Linked DNA regions of Gossypium arboreum: regions 1 and 2 are each linked to region 3. Evidence: chromatin contacts called from public Hi-C data. All regions are on one chromosome and are shown on one strand. Each heading gives the region's core, a stretch centred on a gene start, on an enhancer-like site or on the middle of the called end of the contact. The rest is flanking DNA. Distances are from core to core; before and after follow the strand shown. Region 1 holds the start of LOC108458181 (YTH domain-containing protein ECT2-like). Region 2 holds the start of LOC108467720 (nuclear transport factor 2B-like). Region 3 holds the start of LOC108467312 (F-box only protein 6).

What was found. Hi-C and Micro-C count contacts between places; a contact is called where the count stands out from the background.
Region 1: a contact with region 3 is called in a Hi-C map of leaf, with 3 times the contacts expected there. The contact joins the promoter of LOC108458181 here to the promoter of LOC108467312 in region 3. A contact is called at or near these places in 2 of 5 Hi-C or Micro-C datasets (both in leaf).
Region 2: a Hi-C map of leaf shows a contact between it and region 3, with 4 times the contacts expected there. The contact joins the promoter of LOC108467720 here to the promoter of LOC108467312 in region 3. A contact is called at or near these places in 2 of 5 Hi-C or Micro-C datasets (both in leaf).

Annotation. Positions count from the first base shown.
Region 1 is chr2:66,553,712-66,557,948 of ASM2569848v2, reverse strand. It overlaps LOC108458181 (YTH domain-containing protein ECT2-like), which reads left to right and starts at 2,023. Exons shown (of 8, transcript XM_053024888.1): 1 at 2,023-2,385; 2 at 2,802-2,875; 3 at 3,025-3,154; 4 at 3,714-3,958; 5 at 4,095-4,237. The coding sequence starts at 2,343.
Region 2 is chr2:67,831,076-67,835,673 of ASM2569848v2, reverse strand. It overlaps LOC108467720 (nuclear transport factor 2B-like), which reads right to left and starts at 1,320. Exons shown (of 4, transcript XR_008278790.1): 1 at 923-1,320.
Region 3 is chr2:67,111,709-67,116,392 of ASM2569848v2, reverse strand. It overlaps LOC108467312 (F-box only protein 6), which reads right to left and starts at 2,824. Exons shown (of 2, transcript XM_017767937.2): 1 at 2,426-2,824. The coding sequence starts at 2,580.

The DNA.
Region 1 (4,237 bases), core at 774-3,273, 560 kb after region 3:
TTTATGATATGGGCAATTCTTGATTTTTGATAAAGTTCCCCTTTTGTTAAAGTGATTGTTTTGTCAATGTAATATAATTTATCGGTAACTATCATCAGGACAAGTAAGAAGTGTTACATTATTTTTTGCCATATCTTTGATTATTCTCGCAACCTTTGTAGGTGAATTACTTGATGGTGCCCTGATGGTGCCCTATTAGTTGCTACATCTAGATTACCTTTGATTGATTCTTTTAACCCAGTGTAGAAAGTCCAGATTTACAACCAATTTGGCACCTGATGGTGAGCACACTTCTTCTGCAAGTCCTTGAACCATTTATATTCCTTGTGTAATGTTGTCCAATCAGCTAGAAACTAAATACGTTATTATGCAATTTAGCTATCTTAAATGGAGGAAGAACTTAGCTAAGAAAATTTCCATCACTTGGTCCTAATTTGTAATAAACCCATATAATCAATACACAACTTTTCTAGTCAGGGAAGATGGATATTGTTTAACGGTTTTTTTAAGAAACATCATTTAACTTAAATATATTGCATAATTTAATTAACTTTTCCAAATGTTGATTGGAATCTTGATGAGAAAATCCAGAAGTATGCTTCAACCTTTTGGATAACCACTAGCTTGCTCTAAAAGTTGTTTACTTCCACCATCAAAAAGCAAATACTAGTTTGAGTGCTTTGACGTGAGATATAACATAATCTCTAGCAGACACCGAAGCAGTAGAAAGAGCTCATGCATTAGCATTAGCATTAGCATTCACATTGATGTCCCTTGTAATTAATTCCTCAAACTCAATGTCTAAATGAATGTTAAGTCTTCTAAGTCTTCATGAAACCTTCTCAGTCTCTAAATCTAGCAGGAATAATTCAAGATTTTGACTACTTGATCAAATATCACAAGTGCAAGTATACTATTGTAACAAGTAGTATGATATGATCGTTCCCACAAAGAGCTAATAATCACCAACTATTACTTTATATCCCATCAAAATAAATCGTTGATAGAATATTTTTAAAAACTAAATCTAGCAAATAAAATTAACAAAACAAATTAAAAGGAGTAGTTAATCAATATAAAAAAAAGTTAAAGATTACAATTTTATCCAATTTATAGCTAATTATTCTACTTCCACCTAATTTATTCTAACAAAGTTGAGTATTAAATTTTCTTTAACCCTTTTCGAGAAATTAAAATCTAACTTAATATAGTTACACAGGCATATTCCCATGCCAATAAATTAAATCAAATTGATTAAAATAAACTCTGACCTAAAATGTTTAGGTATATTTCTATTTCAATTACTATTAGATTAAAAGTTATTCATTGTTAACCTAAATCATAAAATCTTTTTCCAATATATTTTTGTCAAAAATAATAGTTGATTAGACTATTAACGATAAAATGTGGAATGAATAACTCCTCAAAACTGAGGAATGGACTAAACATGGAATTAGAAAAAAATTAATTGATGAAAAATTAAAAGCATCTCTAAATAGAAATCATGGAAAATAGAACATGAAAAATAAAAAAGAGATGAAGAAATTGAACCTTCTTACTAATTTAAATGTTTTTGGCTTTTAGATGAACAATTTTAATGTGAAAATATAAAATTACTCTTCTCATTTATATTGGGTATACAAATATAGAGGAATTTTAAATTACAAACATAATATATATTTGTAAAATTTATATTAAGTTTATAATTAAAATTTAAAATTTTAATATATATTAACAGATACACAATATATATTTAAATTTGAAAAAAATTATATACAGTTTTAAATCTAAAATATGAGTTATACATTCAAATAAAATTTTACTTCAAATTATTCAATAAAGGGTTGATGAGAATCCAAATTAAACTACAATAATTAATATTTAAAAACATATTTTGAGAGTATGATAAAAGTAATATAATAAAATCATTATATTATTTGAATAAATAGAAAACAAGGAATATGAAGGGAAAAAATTGGAGTAACGTAAAGTGACATAAGCGAAAAACTGCTATGGTAGGGGGGAGCAGGTGGACGAGTGGTGTCTTGCCAACTCTTCGGTACACGCAGATATTTCCTTCCTTCCCTTCCCTTCCCTCCCCCCCCCTCCCCTCTCCTTCATCACTCCCAATGCCCCCGCTTCTCTCTGCTTCTTAACACAACAGCTCTTCACCAAATTAACCCCCCAAAAAAAACAAAACAAAAATAAGCTTCCTTTCCAGAGCCCCTGCTCTCTCGAATCTCGATCTCCAACCCAAAATATTTCATCAAACCAAAACTTATCTTTCAATTCATTATTATTATTATTATTATTAAAACTTACATTTTGTTCGTCTGTAATTTATGCCAATGGCTCACCAAACTTCTGATCGAATGACCTCTACTGGTACGTCGCCGTTGAATCATAATTCCGTAAACCAACAAACAAAAATTGAAATATGAGATATGATTTATGTCTTCTTTTTTAGGCTGTAAATTTTCAATATAGCTCTTTGGTTTTTTTTGATGTGTTCTTGTTTGATTTTATGGAAGTATCGAATGAGAAATGTGGAATCTATTGCGAGATTGTTTTGCTGGTTTCTTTTATTTATTTAAAGGATATTATTGGAGATGATCGTAGACATAATTAGCGTTTGGCAACAAATAGTATCATCGCGTAACCATAATTGTTCGACAGTTATGATCTATTCTTATGTGTTTATGTTTTCAATGTTTGACGTACTTGTTTACTTACATGCTGCACATTATTGTTCAATATTTGTTGGTTAATCAAAGATTTTGACAATGGTTTTGGAATTCTAGACTCGGCAGAGGTTTTCAACGTTATGGTTCTGGATAGCAACATCCTTTCTAACCCGAACGCTTTGACTAATAAGGTATATTGTTGCTTGCATTGCTTCATTTTGTTGGTTGCCTTGATTAGATTGATATTGCCATTGTTTTAAACCGCTGCGCTCTGCTGACAACTGTTGTTTATAATTGATCATTACTTAGGATGTTGTTATTTGTTCATTTATTTGCACAGGATTTGATAGCTGTTGGTTCCTTGAGGGATGGTTCATCCCATCAGTCGGGATTCATGCCATCTGTTGTTGAGTCCACGACAACCTATTTGCCGAATGCCTATTCTCCTGAGGCACAGTTCCATCAAGAAGGTTAGTTCCTCTGCATTTGTCATATAAAACTTTATCTTGTTTCTGTTAACCTAGTTTCTGATTTCATGTATGTTAAAATATATGTAGAAATCTAGATTAATGGTGTATCAGTATAAGGTTTACAACTTGGATATTTCTTAGGGAACTGATATTCATTCTTGTGCTGATTGGAAGGGTAACTTATTTTGCTGTAAGCAATTCATCTTGTAAATATTTTTTTCCACTTTCTGGTCAAAGTGAAATTAAAAAGATTCAATATTTGACTTCTAATCTATTTGATGTGGGGAACATAGCGGTGGTATTTGAAGATAGAATCTACAAACCTTATGGCAGAAGAACTTCTTTGTATGATTACATTGTGGTTCCTTCGTAGTATCAATAACTGATCTTTGATTTACAGAATTTTTTCATGTTGGCTTATGATTGAATTAGAAGTTTTATCAAATTGTCTCCAAGTCTATACTGGACTTATGTTAATAGTTGCATATCATTTTTAATGTTTGAGGTTGATGTTTTTCCTGTTAGTATTAAGAAACAATAATTTTTTTTCCTTTTTTAGATTCCACTGAAGGTGATTCTAAATTGGATGTGAGGCATGACATGCAATTTTATGGGCTACGGTTGCTTAGGCAGCTAGTTAGCACGGTTGTGGCTGGCAGAATAAGCTTTTTGTATGGCACATTATGCTCTTTCTTACTTTGCTCATTACTCATGAAGTTTTCTCTATGCTTTTGGAATGCAGCTCATAAACAGAGTTCATTGCTTCCATATGTTAATGCTGAGGGTTTGGACAATGGTTTTCATGTGTGTAAACCTACTATCTTTTCCAATCATTTATGATAATTACTATTTGTTTCATTTACTATTATTACTATTTGTTATTTTCTTTCCTTCTATGAATATGTCTTACAAAGGCGTTACTTTTGTTTACCTTACCCAGGACATTTACAATGAAACTGCATCTCTTGGGTTTCATGGTCTTGGGCATAGTCCACAAATGCAACAAAGAGCTTATGCTCCGGTTTCATCTTATCTGCCTCCTGTTGGGGATCCTATCGGGCTGTCCAATGCAAGGCATTTCAT
Region 2 (4,598 bases), core at 71-2,570, 720 kb before region 3:
GCAAGGCATATAAGTCACAAGCAAAATCATCAATGTCTACAGTTGAGGAGAGATATCACTGGTTTTTCTTTTATATCATGCTCACGATAGAGTTGCCAAGAAACAACATTGAGAAGATGTTTGATAATCTTTCACAGTACGCAATGTGAGCACCCACCATCTATTTCTTATGCGAAAAATGTAATAGGCAAGCATAAAAGATTAAAATAAACAACCGAAGGCTTGCCTATGATAAAAAAACTTCAGGAACAAAAGAACTCTTGATTGCTACAATTATTTATAACACGTAAACATACAGACAGGAATCATAGACAATCTTACAACACTTATTTTAAAAATTTAATTAGATCCTTATTTTATCCAGATAAATAAATAAGAATATGGGGTAACGGTGATGTTTGTAATCTCAAAAAATCATCACAGACGATCATATAAGTCAACTCCATATGCAGAGCCACATAGGGCAAAACAAAATAAGAAATAGCAGGTGTTCCATCGGCAAGATGGTGGATCCAAAATATCTATATCTTTGAAAATTCATGACACAGTTTAATGAAATCGACACTGTTAATTATATCGAGTATATCATACATGTTTCCCTTATTAATTCAGTTATCAAAAGGAATGGAAAACAAGCGATCACTGAAATATAATGTAAACAGCAGAGAGTTTTATATGCATTAAACAGCCAATTCAATTCTTAGAATCCTGAAGAATAAATAAAAAAATTCAAGAGGGAGTTACAACAGATCAAAAACTCACTTAAAAGATCCATCACTAACAAATCGAATCGCGAAATTAATACCATCGATAACACCGATGAGATCAACAGTGTCACACAGATTAGCCTTAGATCGATCGCTCAAGTACATATAAAAAACCCAAAAAAACAAAATAAAACAAAAGATGCAAAGAGAGCTACCTGGCTAAACTTGAGAGCATGTTGTTCGCCGGCAAGTTGTAGTGTTCCAGAGACGAAAACGAGGACGCCGCCAGCGCCAGATGGCTGGCAATCGACGGTGGTAATATTGTGCTTGCACTGCTGGAAAGGAAGGCTGGTTAGCTTAGCGACAATGCTCTGAGAGCCTTGGATCTTTTGACCTTCAAAGGTCAACATGGAACGTTCCTGGTAGAGATTGGCTAAACCGGCCCGGTTCGCATCGAATGTGGAGTAGTAGTGATCGACAAAAGCCTTGGCTACAGCGTCTGGATCCATCGATTTTTCGTTTTGTTTATCAGAGTTTGAGCCGTCAACAGAGAAGGGCACTGACACAGGAATTAATAGGAGAGACCAGCCGAGCCCATCCAAAATTGTGTATTTATAGGAGGATTCATCTAGCGGCTGAATTTGAATCATAAAAATCTAAAGGACAAGGGGCTGCCAGCGTGTTCCTTCTTTCTTTTGGATCGTTTATACACCCGCTTTACTGTCTATCAATTAGCGGATCATTCTTTGCGTCAACCTAACGCAGCCCAACCGTTTTTCTTTTACCTAATTTTATTTGAAAGAAATTTTGAAATTATTTTTTTATTGAAAGAAGTATTATTTTTGGAGTAAGAAAAATATATGTTTTTATCTCTAAATTTTTGAAGTATATACTAGATTTTGTCACAGAGTAAAAATGTATGTAATAAATATAAAAATAATATATTAATAAAATTACTATAATTGAAATGGTAAAATTAAAAGATTAAATATCATAATATATTGACTTGTGATCTTATTATGCATAAGTATTTTTATAAAGTTTATACTGAAAAATAAAATTACTCTCAAAATAATAGCCATTATCTATTAAAAATTATATATATATATATATATATATTAGTAAATTTATTACTAAGTTGATAACTTAATTGAGGGTGACATAACTCTCTCATAAAGATCTAATAAAGAAAAAGAAAAGTTAAAAGAATGATTTTTACTTTTTAACAATTTGGGAATGAAAACTAAACTATCTTTCGACTTGAACATATTTTTAAAGAACTAAAAAAAATATAAAACGAAATGTTTTATAGCTTTAACAATTTTAAAAGAAACACTCAATTGTTTCAAAAAGTTTCAAAAGAAAACAAGCTTAAAGAAACTTTTAAATATAATAAGAGAAACAAAATTACCTTTCAAATTATATTTATTGCTCATTAAAATTATGAATTTTAGTAAATTCATTATTAAATTGATGATTCAATTGAAATTGACACTAGTTCAGTAAAATACTTAAATATAATAATAGATATTATTGTTTAAACCCTAAGTGAGTTAATGTCACAAGTCAACCAATCACTATGTCAATAATAAAAGTTAGGAAAATACTCTTCCATGTATAAATCAAGTAGAGTAAATTGCACCATATTTTCCCAAACTTAATTCTTACATTAAATTTGTCTCAAAACTTTAAATTACATCATCAAACTTTTGAGATTATATGAATTATATCATTCAATTATTAAAATCATTAATTTTATTATTAAATGTGATACATTAAATCTATCCTGACATAATTTAAAATTAAAAAACCTTAAAATGAAAAAAGGTTAAAAAAGTAAAAAGAAACGCAAAACCAGACAACTTTTGCCCCATAACTGTATAAATTAAAACTTAAAAAATAAAAAGTTAAAGATAAAGATAAAAAAATATAAGAGAGTTTTTTTAAGCTTCTACAAAAGCTTTAAATCTCTAAATCAATTGCAGTGCAAAATCGTGGTAAATTTAAAATGATGCCAAATCGTTTTGTGGGGTAAATGTTACACTCTGCACTTTCGGCTGTTAAATTTAAATGTGAGACATCATATTTATTATGAGAGTAACTCAAATTAATTTTATATTTAAGGTTTTATTTGTTTCACTGAAAATAATTTTAGAAAAATAATTTTGAAAAATAATTTATTTTTTAGAAAAGTTAATATTTTTGGTGTTTTGAAAGAATCTGTAAAATATTTTTTGTTATTTGGTAGATTTCTTAAAATATTTCATAAAGTTATTTTCAATTAAACAAACATACATATGAGATTTTCTTATTTTTTATTGTTTAATTGAATTTACTTTTATATATAATGTTATATTTTACATTGTTTTTGTATATATTAAAAATATTATGTTAAATTTACATTCATTACAACGTCATTTTTAATTACATGACTACTAAGTAAGTATTTTTATTTAAAATGTGACATCAACAAGTATTTTTATTTAAAATGTGACATCAACAAAATTGACAAAAAAAATTAACGATGTCAACAATTGCATTTAATTTTAAATTTGAAAAGTAAAGGACCAAATTCTTGAAAATAAAAGTACAAAGACTAAATTACAAATCTATGAAGTGTAAATAGACTTATGACATATTTTAACCTTTATACTACAAAACATTTATTATTAATATATTTGTAATTGTAATAAATATTTATTATTAAAATATTAATATTTAATATTTTCAATAATATGTGAATAATATTATTTTAAATTATTATTTTAAAATTTATTATTAAAATAAAATTGAAATATTAAATCATTTATTAAAATAATAAATTATATTTATTATATTAATAATTTATTATATGACTAAATATAAATAATTAAATATGTATGTTTAATAATATTGAAAAACATAATATTTTAAATATTTTTAAAATAAAAATTATTATAATATAATAATATTAAGCTTGATTTAAGTTAATTTTATATAAAATAAAATTATCTATAGATGAGTTTTTTTCGAAAATGATTTACGCTTTTCAAAGTGGTAAGTCATTTTACAAGAAAATGACTTATTTTACCTTGACCTGTTGTAATGACTTAAAATTCACGGGCATCGGAAAAGTACAATATCGGGCCTCTGTTTTAGTAAAATGGGTTCGTAAATAATTATTAGAAGTACTTGAGTCTAGTGGTGTGTATAATTAAATTTTGATTAAGTGAATTTAGCGTAATTAAGAGAAATCGGAAAAAAGGACTAAATTGAACAAGATGTGAAAGTCTAATTATAGATTAAAAGAAAATACGAGGATTAAATAAGAAATTAAGCCTATTCCATTAAATGAGGAGGCAAACAAAACAAAAATCTAAGATTTTTGTTTGTTTAATAAATATAAATAAATAGATTAGTTATAAATTTAATTATGTTAAATTATAATAATTATATTATAATTATATTATATTATATTATGAAATAAATAAAATAAGGACAAGTGGATGGTAATGATAATATACAATTGTAAAAAAAATATGTGTGCACAACTGTAATACATATATTTGTTATTAAATAGATGTTTGTTATTATTATTTAATTGATATTAAACTATAAATTAAATTAAATAGTTGACAAATGTAAGGTGATGATAAAACACATTTGTAACAAATATATATAAACATTTGTAATATAATTATTTATTTACTTATATTTTAAGCTAAATATATTTATTATAATAATTATTATTAAATTAATTTATTATAAATATCATATTATGAATTGAATTAAATAAAAGTCAAGTGTATGGTGATAAAAATATACAAATGTAATAATAGTATTTATACATTTGTAATATATTTATTTAATTACTTTTAAGTAAATAGATATTTATTATTATTATAATATATT
Region 3 (4,684 bases), core at 1,575-4,074:
CTAGAGATTATAACCAATATTTGTAGGTGATCGTGCAAGTAACTAACAACCAAATTTACAAAAAGGACAAGGACAAATGTAAAATATCTTTCTATCACGCACAAATCCACAAAAGTAAGCTGCCAAAGAAACCTTTTGCCTGCAGAGCAACATGTTTCATAGCTAACCCATAGAAAAATGCTACAGATTATAACCAGACATCTTAGGGGGTCATGCATGCAACTAGCAATCCATCAGATTTTCAATATTGACATCTTTAAACTTCAAACCAACCTGTGACCTGATTTCAGTTAATGCCCTATGCAGTTGGCCTTAGCTAGATAAGGATCTTTCTGGTAATAAAAATAAACCTAAGCCCAAGCAGAACTGTTATGCCACAAGAACTTGTATGCTCCAGCCATGACAAAACAGGTTTCCAAACATATGCACCTTATGCCACAACATCTTCATAATAATGCAAATGCACCTTACAATTTTCCTTACTGGCCTTTGCCAAATATTTTCATTAAAAAAGAATCTCAAATGAAACTTAGCAAGATAGATGTTGACCACCGAACTTCTTTGTTAGAAAAGCTTAATCACAAAACAAGTATTGGGGTAATAAAGAAATCATTTTTTTTAAATGTTATTTTCCATGAAACAGATAGAAGCTAACGTTCACCTATTTTTCATGATTAAATATGAAAGAAGATATGTGAACATTTTATATTGATCTTGACCAACTTCTCAAATTGCCTGATCACTAATATTGGACTATGTGGATACAAGGTACCTATCGTAGTTATGAAGAATACTAATTTTTCATTATTAACAGTTGAAAGAAGATATACTTGAAAAATACCAGTTACTCGCTCTTAGTCCTTAGAATGTCAGGAATAGAATACCTGATTAGTCTAGAGCAATTTCTAATAATTAATCTTGGTATAAATTTGGACCAAAACATCAAGGGACAGAATACAAGGTCAAGACCTTCAACTCAATTGCATCAGAATAATGAACATAATATTCATACTACACAACCCAATTTGTAATAATTGCATAAAGAGTGGTCAAACAATATAGAGACGTACAACTGGACCACGAAAAAGCCCTCTACAAAATTAGGTATACATGATTCTCACAATTCATTGAGATTGTTTTCACCAGTAAGTCTGTACTTTTTAGTCAGTTTTATGGATCCAGAATATGTGCAACAGGATGTTTAAGGTATCGTTTGAACAGAGTAAACTCAAATCATTGCACAGCCAAAGACCTCTATTCATCCAGCTATACCAACAGTATGTTGACAGCAATATCAATTAAATGCACTAATAATAGAAACTTTCAACCATACGCTCTGTTACATTGCCATGAATGCTTTTGCATAAAGAATACCCTGTAAAAGAAGACTGACAGAGAGAGAGAGACCTATGATGAATTATCAACAAGGGAATTGACAAATGAGCAAAGGCAAGCAGAGCATTATAAATTAACCAGAGAGCTAGGCCACTCAACATTCATTCATACAATCTTTAAGGAGAACTTCCAAGAGTAGTACAACAACTCTTTGTTACTCGAAACACCCAGGACGTTGTTGAATTAACTAGTAAATTAACTTTCTATTTTCCTTTTGCGTGTAGGAACGTGAAGGAAAATTGAAAGGAGCTGATTAGTCAGTGGACTAAAAATTAATCAAGAATTATAAGTTTAAGTTCATGTTCTAAGGAAATCATATAGTAAACAGATACAAATGAGATTCCATCTTCATAGTCAATCATAATCATGCTAATCAACTAAGAAGAAAGATATTCAAGCATCAATTATCAAAAGGCAATCGCCAACAAGTTCAAAATTGACCATCACAATATGTAAAACTTAAAAAAAAAAAAAACACAGCAGCATGAACACTTAATAAAGATGAGAGGAGGGTTTTGGGGGAGGGGACAAAGCAAACTGAAAATTGAAAAAAAGGGAAAGGAAAACAAAGGCAAAAAGGGGTAAAAAAAAAAAAGAAACTACATGATTGGAATACGATGAAAGATACATGCTGAAAACTAAAATTTTGAATGAACTTACTATTTTCGTCGAAAAGAGGTATAAAATAGTTTAGTAATGTAAAAAATGGCCAAAAATTCAAATGCAGTAAACATGCGAAATCCCCTGAAAATAAAAATTAACAAAACGGCAGTGGCATAACAGAAAATAAACAAAAATCTAAACAACGAGAAATGCAAGGAAGAGAAATTAACATTATCGGATAACAAAGGTAATCTACCATTAATCCACCTCATTACACTCCCCCCCCCCAAAAAAAAAAAAATACAGAATCCTAGATGAATAAATCTGACAAGAATTCAAAATTAGCACATAAAAAAAATGTGAGGCGAGAGAAGAAAAACAGAAAATTGAAGAGATCTATGTAAAGAGAGAAGGAAAGGAAACGAACCTGCGGTGGTGGTCGTGGAAAGGATGAGGCAGTTGGTGGAGGTGAAGAAGGTGAAAAGGAGAGGACGGAGGAAGCGGCGGAGGAGGAGAGCCGTAGAGATGCAAGAGGTCTTGAAGCTGACCGATGAGCTGCCTAAGCATGGCCAGCCCTTCCATGCCCCAATAACCCCTCCCCTACTCCAACACCACCAACAAAAAATGCTGCTCTCTTTCTCCCTTTGTTGAGAGTTAGCCAGTCATCTATTTACACGTCAGTGGCCATTATTACGATAATTTCTTGTAATAATTCTGACCCGCACGCAACTTTGTCATTGTAATGAATGATCCCACTTGATTTTCACTCCAATATGTATGTATGTATGCATCTACCTTCTTTTCCACTTTTCTCCTTTCTTTTCATTTTTGCCCTTTCCTCTTCTCTTGTATATAAAATATTTTTATTTGAATTAAATAATATAAATTTATTTTAACTTTTTGAATAATAAAGGTATATTCATAAGAATTTACTAGCATTGAAGTGAAAAGAAAAAGCCAAAAGATTTTAGATTTGGGCCTATAATCATTTTAGTATCCACCATACCCATCCATACTTATTTTTTCCAATTTAAGTTTTATTTTGATTATATTTTAAGTATGATTTGATTATTTCAGTGCATTTAGATTTATTGAATACTTATTTTTCGATCTTAAATTAATATCAAGTAATTTATGTTTCATTTTGATTATATTTTAGGTATAATTTAATTGTTTGGTACATTTAAATTTATTTAATCAAATATCGATTTGTATTGATGCGTACAAATTTATACTAGTTGATACAATTTTAATCTTTTCACCTTAATATAATTACATTTAAAAATAATATAATCATTTAATTAAAATTTGAAACCTAGGCCTTATTTTGATAATCAATTGAAAATATTAAATCAATTAAAATAAATATTTTTAGTGATTTAGCTTTTTAAGTACTTTTCAGAATCAATAATAATAATAATAATCAAATAATAGAAATTTTCAACTAAATTAGAAAGATATGTTTTTTTTAATTAGCCTTTTAGACCTTTTTTTAAATTAGGGAAATAGGTTTTTTTTAGAGGACGTGTTTTCCTTCAACGATCATTTTCCCAACAACTTTTTAAATATTGGTAACAGTAAAAATTTTAAGGGCTAACGGTAATTTTTTTCCTATAAATACAAAGCCATTTTTCATTTTTTCACTAAAATTCAACTCTCTGTATTCTCTCTAAACTCTCAACTCTCTCAATTCTCTCAATTTTCTCAAGTTTTGTTCTAAAATTTTCAATGCGCTTGTTTAAAAATATTATATTTTTATTTAATTTTTTCATATATTATTCGTTTCGATTAATTTTTCACGAATGGCAAGCCCTCTGATTCGTTTCGACGACAAGCACATTTTAGCTGCTCAAGCGATACTGGTAAGACAAAATTTTAAATTTCATTTTTTCAATGAAGTTAAATTTAAAGTTTTTTATTTTTTAAAATATTTTAAATTAATTTATTTTTCAATATAAATAGGCGAATGATCGTGTTTTGGAGGGGTTCATACATACCTTGTCAAAGAGCTCTAACATCGAAATTTGTAGTTACTTGTAAGACATATGATTCTTGCATGCGTCTCGTATACTTAGGGGCTACAAACTCGATCCTACACTCATTAGCACATTAGTGGAAAGATAGAGGCCCAAGACACACTCTTTCCATTTTTCATGCGTCAAGTGTACAATCACACTTTCTATTTTTCATGTGTCGGTGGTTGTCTGCTCCTGGTGCAATCATGGGTCTGGCGTAGGCTACCATTTCTACGTCCCTGGGTGGACGACCCATATATGTTCCCATTAGTGATGTAAAACCCCTTACCGTACCCGAGATTGGGACTAGGTACGAGGCGTTACCAGACATGTACTTGGACATTTTTGGAAATACGAGTTATAAAATTTCTTTCCAATTTGAAGCCAATCAAACAACATCTTAGTGTCCCTATTATGGGTTTACAGGGCCCAAAACATACATTGAAAATGGTCCGGAATCAAACCAAGAGCTTGAGAAAGTTCCTGGAAAATTTGCTAGGTTAAGCCTCACACGCCCGTGTAGAGATAATGGACACACCCGTGTGCTTTGGGACACGCCCGTGGCCTTTACCCGTGTGGAATTAATTGAATTTATTTCTCATTTCGAACCTACAGGGGTTTTCACACGGCCAAACACACGCCCATGTCCCTGGCCCGTGTCCTTCACACGG